Linked DNA regions of Gossypium raimondii: region 2 is linked to region 1. Evidence: chromatin contacts called from public Hi-C data. All regions are on one chromosome and are shown on one strand. Each heading gives the region's core, a stretch centred on a gene start, on an enhancer-like site or on the middle of the called end of the contact. The rest is flanking DNA. Distances are from core to core; before and after follow the strand shown.

The links. Hi-C and Micro-C count contacts between places; a contact is called where the count stands out from the background.
Region 2: a Hi-C map of leaf shows a contact between it and region 1, with 4 times the contacts expected there. The contact joins the promoter of LOC105776195 here to the promoter of LOC105778434 in region 1. A contact is called at or near these places in 2 of 2 Hi-C or Micro-C datasets (both in leaf).

Annotation. Positions count from the first base shown.
Region 1 is chr10:8,317,363-8,324,298 of ASM2569854v1, reverse strand. LOC105778434 (hypothetical protein) reads right to left here and starts at 2,457. Exons shown (of 2, transcript XM_012602148.2): 1 at 2,242-2,457; 2 at 892-1,230. The coding sequence starts at 2,452. The coding sequence ends at 1,085.
Region 2 is chr10:8,528,425-8,535,360 of ASM2569854v1, reverse strand. LOC105776195 (pre-mRNA-processing-splicing factor 8A) reads left to right here and starts at 2,842. Exons shown (of 23, transcript XM_012598728.2): 1 at 2,842-3,269; 2 at 4,239-4,455; 3 at 4,579-4,969; 4 at 5,386-6,663; 5 at 6,751-6,836; 6 at 6,909-6,936. The coding sequence starts at 3,007.

The DNA.
Region 1 (6,936 bases), core at 1,208-3,707:
GATACCTGTGACATTTAAACTTACACTATCATGGCCTGAGAACCACCAAGGGTGAATATATATGACCTCTCCCAAATTCACACCAATATACATACCACAAAGATTCAAATGTCACAGTTCATGACCTTGGTTGTTAGTGATTTATCAGGTTAACATAGACAAAGTGCAGGAATTGAAAAAGAATAATATAATCTGTTAGAGGCTTTAATATACAAAATCACTGCAAAAACATAGGTTATCAATCTTTGTATCATAAAGAGAACCCACACCCTTGTTAAGAAATGCCCGTATGTCATAATTCATGACCTTGTTCGCTAATCAATAATCCAACAAATAGAAGAAATAAAACCTCAATCATAATCTAATTGGCTAGCATCTAAACCATGCACAGAAGGGAACAAGTAGTGATAAACATGCAATTCATGCATTCAAAACGTAGCCGACTGGCAGTATCAAATTACTCTAATGATATCTAATTAGGTACTAGACAAAAAAGAGTTAACTATGAATGTAGGCAACAAAAAAAGCAAGTTAAAGGTGTGTTGTGACACCATAGAGTGATTGCAAGAAAGTGTTATTACTACAGTAGTAATTACACCCTCTTGTAATTACAAAGAATTATAACTCTCTATATGTGTTTGGCTAGTAGAGTGTAACTACATCTTAAAGAAATAAAAAAGCTAAAGTATGAAAGTCATCAAGACTAATTACTTGCATAGTTCCTCCAATTCTCAGCACCTCCTAAGAAATGAAGCAAGTAATTGGGGTGCTACAATTATACTCAATTCGATGGGACTCACTAATTACAATAATTACCTACACATGCCAAACATATGTAATTAGGAACGATTACATTGTGTGGCATCTCACTTTTATCTACCTCTCAGAAGGTAAATGGAAAACCTTGATATTTGATTCCATAAGATGTTACAAGAATATGTTTCCCTAATATAACAAAAGCTAATTGGAAATGAAAGAAAACAAAGTACAAGTTCTTTACCTATATTTTAATTTTCTTCGCGTATTTCTAGTACTAATCTATCTGAGTCTGATATTTATATACAGAACCAAATTTCTTACTAGGTTATCTTCTAAATCGAGATCCTTTGTTAGGTTTACCAGTATTCCTCCCATCCCATGAAGAAGACCAGAAAAACAGAGACATCCAGAAAAGAATAGCAAAGAAGATCCGTGCACGATCCTGAAATCTAGACAACTTTCCCTCTAACCCTGTTCCACAGACAAAAGGATCATAAGAATACCAGAACTGGTTGCCTTCAAAGCAGTTTCAATGGAATCTTGACTTCAAATACAACAAGCAAACAAGAAAGAGTCAAATTTAGCTAATTATATGCAATGAAAAAAATATGGGTCTTTTAATACCGCCCTTTGGTAGCATTACATTGTCACGACAGATATTTCTGATCTCTATTACCAAAAATCACCATCTCCATAGCAACTTTCAAATTGGTACACACATTCGTGATCCCATTAACATATAATCTATTATAAAAATCATCGAATAAAAGAAACAAATCACAAGCTTCAAATTTTACTTATGAGAACACAAAACTATATAAAAATTCCCAAAAGAAAAGTTTTACATTCAATAAATCATATTTCGTTCCTACTAAGGAAACAAAGAAGACTGCCCTATCGAATTGTGAATTGGTTCTAGTTTTCATTCCTCGTACCAGACCAATCCGCATTCCAAGTAACATTGGTTCTAAACAGTTGCTTTTACTCTAATGATGCATTAACGGATGATGTCTAAAATTAAGTACCAGTTCTTGTTAAAAAATACACTACTAATCTACTATGTTCACTTGGGTGTTAATTATGGAAAACAGTAACAAACAAAACACTCATCCACTTTTGAAGAGCCAGAAATGTTACTGGTAATCTAAAATTTTATTTTCCTTTTTTGATTCTTAATCCAGAAAAAAGAAAATAAAGAGAGAAAGCAACTATTAATTGCTACACTAAGCTTCTGAACTTACAACTAACATATTTGCAATTTCAAGACTGAATTTTAAAGGAAGAAGAAAAGAAAACAACTTGACAACTAGAAAGAAAAGACAAAATATGAGCGGAAAATATCCAAAGTCTAAATTTTCCATAATTATTCACACACACAAGAAAAAATCAAAGAAATTAATCCAAATCCAACTCCAATCGCATGAACACACAATCAGCAAAAGTTAAAAAAAGAAAAAAGAAAAGAGAAAAAAAGGTGGAAACCTGGGGGGTCAGAGTCAGGCGGAGAAGGTGGAGGGGAGCCGGCAGAGAGACAAAGTGGAGGGCGGGTAGGGGAAAAGGAACGGAGGCGGACGGGGAGGGAGGGAGAGAGGGGATGAAACCTGGGGGGAAAGATCAAAGATTTGGAAAAGGAATAAGAGTGGTGGGGTGAAGGTGCGAAAGGGGTGAGCATTTCCATTTTTCTGGTATCCATGCAACCAACTCACTTAAACTCCCCAAATTATCGTTTATATAGTAGTGGGCTAATTTCATTTTTCTCATCTGAAATTGGGCCTACCAATTTGGTACTCTCGTTTTTGTGTGGAGTTTTAATTTTTATAGTATTTTTTAAAAATTAAAGGAGGGGTTGATTTGAAAATTCAATTAAATGGCTCACAAGATTTTAGATCGTGAGTGAAAATTTACATAAATTATTTTTAACAATCGAATATAAGTGTAGAAAAATATGAATTCAAATGTACTAAATATATTTATCCATTTATTTAAAGATTGGAAAAGCATTATGCTTAGTTTTATAGACTTATTGAACTCTTCTTTGTAAAAGATCTAATTGGGCAATATTTTATTTAAATTATAATGTATTTATTCCATCTAATCATTCATATCTTAATTCATATATATATCAGGTAATATTGGATTAACATAAGAAATTTATAACCTTTTGACAATTTGAAAATGGATTCTTAGTATAATAATTACAAATTCAATTTTATTTTGAAAAGTGATCGATTTATTAATTTTAATTAAAATTTGATATCACCGATAATTTATTTGAATTTAAGTTATTCAAATCTTAAATTCAAAATCTTGGCTTAACGAAAACTTTCAACTTTTAAAAATTTATTAATTTGAGTTAAATTAGTCTCATCCATTTAAAGCTTCAACAATTTATTTAAATTTATTTGTATTCAAGTAATTCAATCTTCATTTCACCATTAGGGCCTTAATTTAATTATAGTTGTTTATAGAAGGACACAGAATCAGCAACTCAAACAATGTTGACCTTCACATTGACTCAACTTGAAAAGAGGTTTAGTTGGACCATTTGCCAGGATCAAAGGAGTACCAACCCTTCATTCCCTTCAAAATGGCCAGGCACCTGCTTTAAGGATGAACATTCTTTTAAGTGTAAACATGCCCTCAAGACAATGAGGGACCTACTTGAGCATAACAACCTTCTATTAATTGAATAACATATTTAGTACATGCTTTTTAGAACATGCTTTATACAAAGAAGAATACCATATTTAGTACTGCTCAAACTATGAATAACATGCTTTATACAAAGAAGAATAGCAGCAACTACTGCTAACAAATTCTAAGCAGACTAACTTCTAATCAAACTAACTACTCCAACTGACTCTTAGTTACTCTAATATTCACCCATCACTCACGTCTTGTAACACCAAGTTTACTCTGCAATTGAAAAAAAATGTGGAGGATACGACTTGGTAAGTATGTCAGCAACTTGATCAAAGCGCTGGAACTTCACTTACAACAAGTCTCCTGTAAGCAGCTTTCTCATGAGCAGAGAAAAAATCAAGCTCAACGTGTTTGAATTTCAAATAAAGAACTGAATGGCTAAAACAGCAACGACATTTGAATTGTCACACCAAATAGCAGATTTGTCATTTGAAACCATGCGAAGCTCACTCAACAATGACTCAACCATGTAACATCAGCAGTAGCAGCTATACTCCTATATTCGGCCTTTGTTATCATCAAGACACAACTTGCTGCTTTTTAGAACACTAAGAGATGAGATTACTACCAAAAAACACACAATACCCAGTTGTGGATCGACAATCATCAAAATCAAGACCCCAATTCGCATCAGCATATACAACCAAAGATAACTTGTCAAAAGGTTGTATTTGTATACCATAATCAATAGTGTTATAAAGATAATGCAAAATTTGTTTAGCCGCAACATAATGAACATCAGTTAGGGCATGCATGAACTGACAAATGTGGTTGACAGCATAAGCAATGTCAGGATAAGTGAGAACCACATATTGTAATTCCCTAGCAATGCTTCGATACTCATGCAGATTTTCAAGTGATCCTCCCATATGTTTAGACAACTAACAAGAACTAACCATAGGCATAGAACCTCCTTTTGCATTCTCCATACGGCATCTCTCTAGCAAATTAAGTACATACTTCCACTGACTTAGATGTAGCCCACCACTATCGAGATGAGCAACTTCAGTGCCTAAGAAACAATAAAGAAATCTTATATCTTTGTGTGAAAACTCAATATGCAACATTCTAACAAACTCATCAATTTTTGTATCTAAGTTACCAGTAATAATTATATCATCCACATAAACCAATACATACATACGACATGTGTCGGTAACCCAAACAAACAAAGAAGCATCAGATTTAGAAAACGCAAACCCAATGGAAATAAGAAATGTCTTCAACTTGTCAAACCACGCTTTTAGAGCCTATCATAACCCATACAAAACTTTATTCAAACAACAAACAAGTTGCTGACCATTAGCATCCTTTTGAACATAATCGAGAGGTTGTTGCATGTATACCTCTTCAGTTAAATCACCATTAAGAAAAGCGTTGTTCACATCCACTTAACGCAACTACTAGCGGTTTGTAACAACAACAGAAAGAATAGTATGAATCGTAGTCAGTTTAACCATTGGACTAAATGTTTCCCAAAAATCACAGCCAGAAACTTGATAACACCTTTTTCCAACTAATCTCCCCTTTCGTCGAGCCACGGTACCATCAGGATTGCATTTCACCTTAAATATCCACTTACAACCAATAGCTTTGCGACCTAGAGGTAATGGAACTAAAGGCCAAGTATTGTTGCAGATCAAGGCATCATATTACTTGTGAGCAACTTTCCTCTATTCATTACTAACAAAGGCCTCTTCAATATTGTGAGGTTCACGTTCATCAAGCTCAATAGTCAAGACCTTTGGTTTAAAAACACCTACTTTCGACCAGGTAACCATATGATGAGTATTGATGGGAGGAACCAGCGGTAATGAAAGAATAGAACAACAAGAGTTAGAACTTCAGGTGTAAGTGAACACAAACTAAACCCATCATCATGTGCAATACCACCAATCTCTGTAAACGGACTAGTAGCCGAAGAAGAAGAAGCAAGAGAACACCTTGATGACTGATTAAGACGTGTAACAGGAGATACTAAAACTTGAGTACCCAAATGAGATGATAAGACACTATGCGACTTGGGCATGGAACGAGGGTATACCACGAGAACACATGTGGTAACACGATCCAAATCTGTAGGCGAACAACTAGTACTAGTTGACGGTGCAAACAAAAATTGATTTTGTTAGCTCAATAATTTAACTCGAAATCACCAAGAAGGGGGTGAATTGGCCTCTTAAAAAATTTTGGTTGCCAAGAAAAGCATAGAGACAATGAAAACTTTAATTTATAGTGGTTCGGCCCCAATTACCTACTCCACTACCTTAGCTTTCAACAATTAAGGATTTTCCCAATTTTACTAATTTAATAACCTTTGAAGACAAGGTTTAACCTTACCATCTCCCTTAAGATTTCTACCCAAAATCTTAATATTGCAACTCCTTTAAGGTTTCTACCCAAACCTTAAGACTTAACCCTCTCGAAGAGTAAATACAAATATTAAACTAAGAAGTAATCTTTATAAGATCAAAATGTTTTCCAATTAAGCACAAATAAACAAGAACACACTTGAGCTAAAGAATAACAATGAAGGCTCACAAGTGTGTACAATAAAAGTATGAAAGAATTAAGCATTAAGGTTGTATTGAATGATCTTTTGGTTTGATTATCTCTTTTGTTGTTATAGGACCTTTAGAAGATGATATTTATATCCTATAATTCATTTTCAACCATTGTGGTTGTTGGAAACATGAATAGAGTCGTTGGGATGAAAATATCAAATCATTAAATTTCCCTACTATCATTAAATTTAATGTTTGATTCAGTGATCGTTAAAGTTAGTTTACAACGATACCAAAGACAATTTATCAATACTTGGTAAAAGGTATCGATACTTTTTGAAAAGGTATTGATATTTTGAAAACTATCGATACTTGATACTTTTTGGCCTGGAGCAATACTGACTTGTTTTAAAATAGTTTTAACTTGATTGAAAATTTTTACCTCAATTGAAACCATTTTAACTTGATTTTATCATTTTTGATAAATTTGTTCAACTTTAAGTTTTATTCAAAACCATTTTAATTTGTTATATCAAAATATATTATCAAATAAAGCTAGGTATAACAAATTCTCATCAAACACCACATGACGCGAAACAAACACCTGGCCATCAGTAGCAAGACATTGATAACCCTAGTGTTGTGGACTATATCCAAGAAATGTGCACAGATGAAATCGGAACTCCAACTTGTGACGATTGAACGGTCATAAGTACGGGTAACAACAACACCTAAACACCCGAAGATAATCGTAATCGGGATGAATACCATGAAGAACCAAGTAAGTTGACTGATTTTTAAGAATCAAAATAGTCAAACAGTTAATCAAATGAACAACATAAGAAAAACCATACCCCTAATACTTCATTGGCAAGTGAATCTAAGCAAGTAATGTAAAACTAACCTCAACTACATGGCGGTGCTTTCGTTCAAAAATATCATTATGTTCTGACGTGTGCAAACAAGTGAC
Region 2 (6,936 bases), core at 1,593-4,092, 210 kb before region 1:
AAGAGATTCAAACAAGAAGAGAAACACAACTTACATCCATGGTGGTCGGTTGTTATTTTGAATCTAAAATAAAAATAAGAGCAAATTGAAAAGGTGTTAGGTGACTTTAAAGGGTTGTGTTTAAAGAAAGTGAGATGAAAAAGCTGAAAAGAAGATATGGGGATTCTCAAGGAAGTTAAAAGAAGATACAGATTCTAGTTTCAGAAATTACACTGAAGAAGAGAATGAATTTAATCTAGCAGTGATGTTATTACTTGGTCTATATTTTTTCCCCAATTTTGGCTTTAAATTATTAGGCATTAGTTTCACAAACTGGAAAAAATAAGAAGGCTTGAACGGGTATTCAGAGAAGAAAAGAACATGAAGAAGAATGAGTTGGAATGGATGAGTTTAATCATATTTTATTTTGGAAAAATTAAATAAAAATAAAAATCATAAAAATATTAATATAATATTAAACTATAATAAAGAGATAATATCTCTATTTCATATAATTCTTACTCTAATATTTCATTACTCTAATAAAAAACTCCTGAGAGAAAAATATAGTAGGAATAATAATACTAAAAAAGCAAATAATATAATCCAAAATTTCCATTTATCGTAATTTGTGTCATATTAGGGATGAAGTTAAATGATACTTTTATTTATTAATTAATTGAATTGCGATAGTTAAATGGCTTATGGATTAAATCGTAGAGGAAAGTAAAGTGGTATGTTAAATGTAAGGAGGAAGAATTTAATTGATTGGAAATTGATAGGGATTAGTTGAGGAATTGGCCAAAGCCCTTGGGAGTAAATTGACCATGTTTTGTGGAGAAAGTAAATCATCTCCTTGGACCCTTGGGTGAGAGCAAAAGAAAAAGAGTTACTATAAAAAAATTAAAAAAAAATATCATTTTATCTAATAAATAATTTAAATTAATTATATAATTCATTAAAATATTGGAAGATACATTTTAATATTTTATTAAATGAATTTATAAATTCACATATTTTAATAATTTTAAAAAAGTAAAATAATTTAAATAACTTCTATTATATATCAATTCTAATCTGATGTCCTTAATAGTCATTTTTTATTCTCACCTCACCGTTACAGCTGCATTTGAATCCAAACACACACTCCACCATTGTTTCTAATCTCACCGCTACAGTATCCAATCTCACCGCCACCGCTGTTTTTAACCTCATCGGAGGTAAACACACTGCCCATCCAAACTAGCCCTAAGTCTGGATCTTTACTTAATGGTCTTGAAATACTAGTATAATTGATTTATGCCTTATGTGTTAGGATTTATGCCATTATTGCAGTGATTTCATCATAGTTTACTTGTAATCTTTTAATTGGTTCCACATGATTATTTAATATTTTTTTGTTGATTGTTCTTTGTGGTTTTTACATGTGAAGCAAATATTAGTTCATCGATTATTTAAGGTTTAACTAAATCAAGTTGTATTACATGGTCGATTTGTTAGTTTTGATGTCCTAAGCTTTTGATATAATAACATATAAGACAAATTATATATATATTATATCCTAAATCATTTAGTGAAAATATGATTAAAATTTTATGAGACATTTTCAAAGACTTGCAAAATACTCAAAAAATGTTTTAATTTATATAAATATTTTTAGATTAATATCAAAGTGTTTTAAGGTGTTTAAAATGCTTTAAGGGATTTTGACATGCAAGTCTCGAGACATATAGTATATGATTATATGTCTTGAGACATGAAAACTTCAAAGCAAAAAACTGATTCAAGAGTTGCCAAGTCTCAAGACAATTGGCAGATTGTCTCGAGACATGGCCTGTCAACAGTTATATAATGACTATTTATCAGCCATGTCTCGAGAGATCTTGCCAAGTCTCAAGACATACATTGTAGGGACATTTTTTAAGCTCGCAATTAATGTTTCCAATTACCAGAATTCATCCCCAATGACCATAAACATCTACAAGCTTGTTCCTTGATAAAAATACACGTCAAGAACACTTCAAAACTCAAGAGAGATATCCAAGCATCGAGATCAAGAGAGAAATATTCAAATCTTTATTATTTTTATTTCTTTTGTAAATATTCTTTGGGAGCTTATTGTTAGATTATTTGTCACTCTCATTTCATTTCTTTGAGAGCTTAATTTTTTTTTAAATACATGCCTTATAGAGGTTTCTTTGTTTACTTTCTTTCATATCACCAATTGTAAATTGGGAGGGTTTTAGTTGAGTTATAAAAACTAAAAAGGGTTCTAATTTAGCCATAAAAGTTAGGTTGAAAGATTCTATCTAAGCCTTAAGGAAAATATAGTGTTGTAAATGTTATACCTTCTCCTTGAAAGGTATTAATTCTTATAGAAAATTAGGAAATCCTTGGTGGAGTTAAGCAATTGGGCCGAACCACTATAAAACTAATGAGAAAACAATTTATATTAGTAGGCAATCTAAATTGTTCATAATCTATAGAGTTAGATTAAACAAATGACTCATGTTATAACTATTCGTCTATATAAAACTGATGAAAGAAATAATTTGTCTTAGTATCAAATCTGGATTGAATCTAAGCATAGAGACATGAACAATGATATCGAATTTATCTTAAAATCCATTCATGGATTAATTTACTTGTAAGTCTATTTTGGTATGGATTGGGTTTTTGACTCCATGTCAAACAAATATGCACCGGATTGGGCCATTTCGGACAGCAGAGAAATTTGGAGCAACAAACATGGGCCTACCATAGCCAGATATGGCCCACAATACATCACGTGACACTCACACCGCCATTCGTTTATATCCCTAAAATTATAAAACCAACCGATTCCTATTTTCTTTCATCTTTACTCGAAAATTCTCACACTCTGTCTTTGCTTAGAGGGCAGAGAGGCAGGAAATAAGAAAACAGGAAGTGAGAAAAAAAACTCAAATCCCCTCTAAAACCCTAATTTCCAATTTCATTTCATTTCTTTCTTTAGGCTGAGGTAGAAGCTTCTCGGCCAAAGTTGCCATGTGGAGCAACAACAACAACGGCGCTCAGATTGCGCCACCGGGAACTGGTGGATCCACCATCCCGCCGCCTCCAGCTGCTCAACCTTCGTACACCGTGCTGGCTCCGCAGAGTACGCCACAGGATGCCGAGGCCAAGCTGGAGGAGAAGGCTCGGAAATGGATGCAGCTTAACTCTAAGCGATATGGAGATAAAAGGAAGTTTGGTTTTGTCGAGACGCAGAAGGAGGACATGCCTCCTGAGCACGTCAGGAAGATTATCAGGTGAGAGCTTTATTATTTCGTTTTTTACATAATTTTTTCTAGATTAAAGATTGTTAAGCTGAGGTTTTATCTATTTGAAGAATTGCTAAGCTGGTTAGGTCGGTTAAGATAGTTTCCTCTCATTGTTTTTTTTTTTTTAATTTCATCTTATTTCCCCCTATTTTGAAGGATATAGAGTGTTCTTCGGTCTTATCTATTATTTATATTTCTTGTTGGACATGGAAAGCTTCGCTTAGGTTCGTGTTTCTGCTATGATTTGAGAGATTTTTGGTTTCATGTCTTATGTTTTGTTAAGACTAGAGAAAACCTTATATTATGAAGCTTGCATAGGGCATTTTAAGAGAAGGAGAGGAAGACATGATTACTTGTGGAAATTATCAAAAAGATGACTGCTTATTGAGTTTGCATAGGAATGGCTTGAGTAGGTTGCTATTGTACAATATGATCTGGTATTCCGTAGGGGTTGTTCTCTTGTTCTTGTGGTTGGATCAGTTCATAAGTTGCCCCTTAGAAGTTCGAAGTTCTTACTTCATGGTTACTTCTTCACTATATAATGGAATGTAAAGGGAAAGTTAAATTGTAAAATGTATCTGTAAAAATGGCTTGTGTTCTATATTTATTTTCTCCTTTGATACCTGATTCTTCCAAGATGTGCAGGCTTTTGAGCTAAGAAGTTTCTTTATTTTTGATCAGTTTTATCTTCACCAGTTAATCTTTAATATTTAAACATTTTTTTCTTTTGAATTTTATTGAAGGCATGGTACTCTCTTGGTTGAGTTAATATACCCTTGCCCTTTTTATGATGATTTATAGTTTAATGTTCTGATAGTATTATTATTTTCTCTTTCTTGTTGCCTTAGTCTTTTAGGATGGGTCCTGACTTGTCTGCTGTTGGATCTAGTACTCTGAACTTCCATTGACATGATATGCATGATGCAATAATGGTTAACTTTTTTTTCTCTCTGGCAGAGATCATGGAGACATGTCTTCGAAAAAATATCGGCATGATAAACGTGTTTATCTAGGGGCCCTTAAATTCATTCCACATGCAGTTTATAAGCTCCTTGAGAATATGCCAATGCCTTGGGAGCAGGTTCGTGATGTGAAGGTCTTATACCATATTACAGGAGCCATAACATTTGTGAATGAAATACCATGGGTTGTTGAACCAATTTATTTAGCACAGGTATGCTTATTTCCTTCCCCTCATACAACAAACTGACTCCGAATTGAGTTGTATCTCAGTTCAATTATACATGGAAGTAGTATACTGCTGTTGTTATTGATTGAGTTATCTTCATCTCTACAGTGGGGTACGATGTGGATCATGATGCGGAGAGAGAAAAGAGATCGTCGACATTTCAAGAGAATGCGGTTTCCACCATTTGATGATGAGGAACCTCCGTTAGACTATGCTGATAATTTGTTAGATGTCGATCCTCTAGAGCCAATTCAGTTGGAGCTGGATGAAGAGGAAGATTCTGCCGTACATGCATGGTTTTATGACCACAAGCCTCTTGTCAAAACAAAGCTTATCAATGGTCCAAGTTACAGGAAATGGCATCTATCTCTTCCAATAATGGCTACTTTGCACCGGCTTGCTGGACAGCTGCTTTCTGATTTGATTGACCGTAATTATTTCTACTTGTTTGACATGGAGTCATTCTTCACAGCTAAAGCATTGAACATGTGCATACCTGGTTAGTCTCCTTCCTTTTTGTATTACTCTGAACTTCTTTTTTCCTACGGTCATGAATGTTTTGAAATTAAGGTTGGTTGATGCTGCCTTGTGGGATTAATAAAGTTGATCGATAATTATGTTGCAAATGTAATCATTGGAAGCAGTATTTCAAAGCTTCTTAACTCTTGTATTGCTTGCATTTACTGGCATTTTGATCACTTTTTATTATTTGTTTTTAATCGCGTGGGATTTGGTGGTGGTAGAAGATACTGTAATGGATAAATAGAATGAGATAATAATTTCCCATTTCTATCTTTATGCCATGTTGTGGCTGTGAAATCAGTCTTCTTTGAGATTGATAAAATGATTATTTCTGTTTGCTATTTGTCTTTATGCTGCTTGAACTCATTCTCCACAAATTGTGCATATTTGTAGGTGGTCCTAAGTTTGAGCCTCTATACCGTGATATGGAGAAAGGGGATGAGGACTGGAATGAATTTAATGACATAAACAAACTAATTATCCGGTCACCTCTTAGGACAGAATACAGAATTGCTTTTCCTCATCTTTATAACAATAGGCCCAGGAAAGTAAAGTTGTGTGTGTATCACACTCCGATGGTCATGTACATTAAAACAGAAGACCCTGATTTGCCAGCATTCTACTATGATCCTTTGATACACCCCATAACTACCACAAACAAGGAACGGCGTGAGAAGAAAATTTATGATGATGATGATGAAGATGATTTTGTCTTGCCTGAAGGGGTGGAACCTTTGCTGAATGACACACAGCTTTACACTGACACCACTGCTGCTGGGGTTTCTCTTTTATTTGCTCCACGTCCTTTTAATATGAGATCTGGTCGGATGCGACGTGCTGAAGATATACCACTTGTCTCAGAGTGGTACAAGGAGCATTGTCCTCCATCTTACCCCGTTAAAGTGCGGGTTAGTTATCAGAAATTATTGAAATGCTTTGTGCTGAATGAGTTGCATCATAGACCACCTAAGGCTCAAAAGAAGAAGCACTTGTTCCGGTCTCTCCAGGCGACCAAGTTTTTCCAGACGACAGAGCTTGATTGGGTTGAAGCAGGTCTTCAAGTTTGCAAGCAAGGGTACAACATGTTGAACCTGTTGATACATAGGAAAAATTTGAACTACCTTCACCTGGATTATAACTTCAACTTGAAGCCTGTGAAGACTCTCACTACAAAAGAGCGCAAGAAGTCACGTTTTGGCAATGCTTTTCATCTTTGTCGTGAGATCTTGCGTTTAACAAAGCTTGTAGTTGATGCTAATGTCCAGTTTCGACTTGGTAATGTTGATGCTTTCCAATTGGCCGATGGTCTGCAGTATACATTTTCCCATGTCGGCCAGTTGACTGGGATGTATCGATACAAGTACCGGCTCATGAGACAGATTAGGATGTGCAAAGACTTGAAGCATTTGATTTACTACCGCTTCAATACTGGGCCTGTAGGGAAGGGACCTGGATGTGGATTTTGGGCACCAATGTGGAGGGTATGGCTGTTTTTCCTCCGTGGCATTGTCCCTCTTCTAGAAAGGTGGTTAGGAAATCTGCTTGCACGACAATTTGAAGGGCGTCATTCAAAAGGAGTAGCCAAGACTGTTACCAAGCAACGTGTTGAGAGCCACTTTGATCTGGAACTTCGAGCTGCTGTCATGCATGATGTTCTTGATGCCATGCCAGGTGAATTTTCAACTGTTCCTGTTTGTTACAATATTTATTTTGTCGTCGTCAGTTTCTTATTCTATCATGTTTCTAATTAAACTACAGAGGGCATTAAGCAAAATAAAGCTAGAACAATATTGCAGCATCTAAGTGAGGCATGGCGCTGTTGGAAGGCAAACATCCCATGGAAGGTAAAATCCTGACTTAATATGTTTTCTGTAGTTTTTGACATGTGCTAGTTGTCTCACTGTTCTATTCTTTAGGTTCCGGGTTTGCCAGTTCCCATTGAGA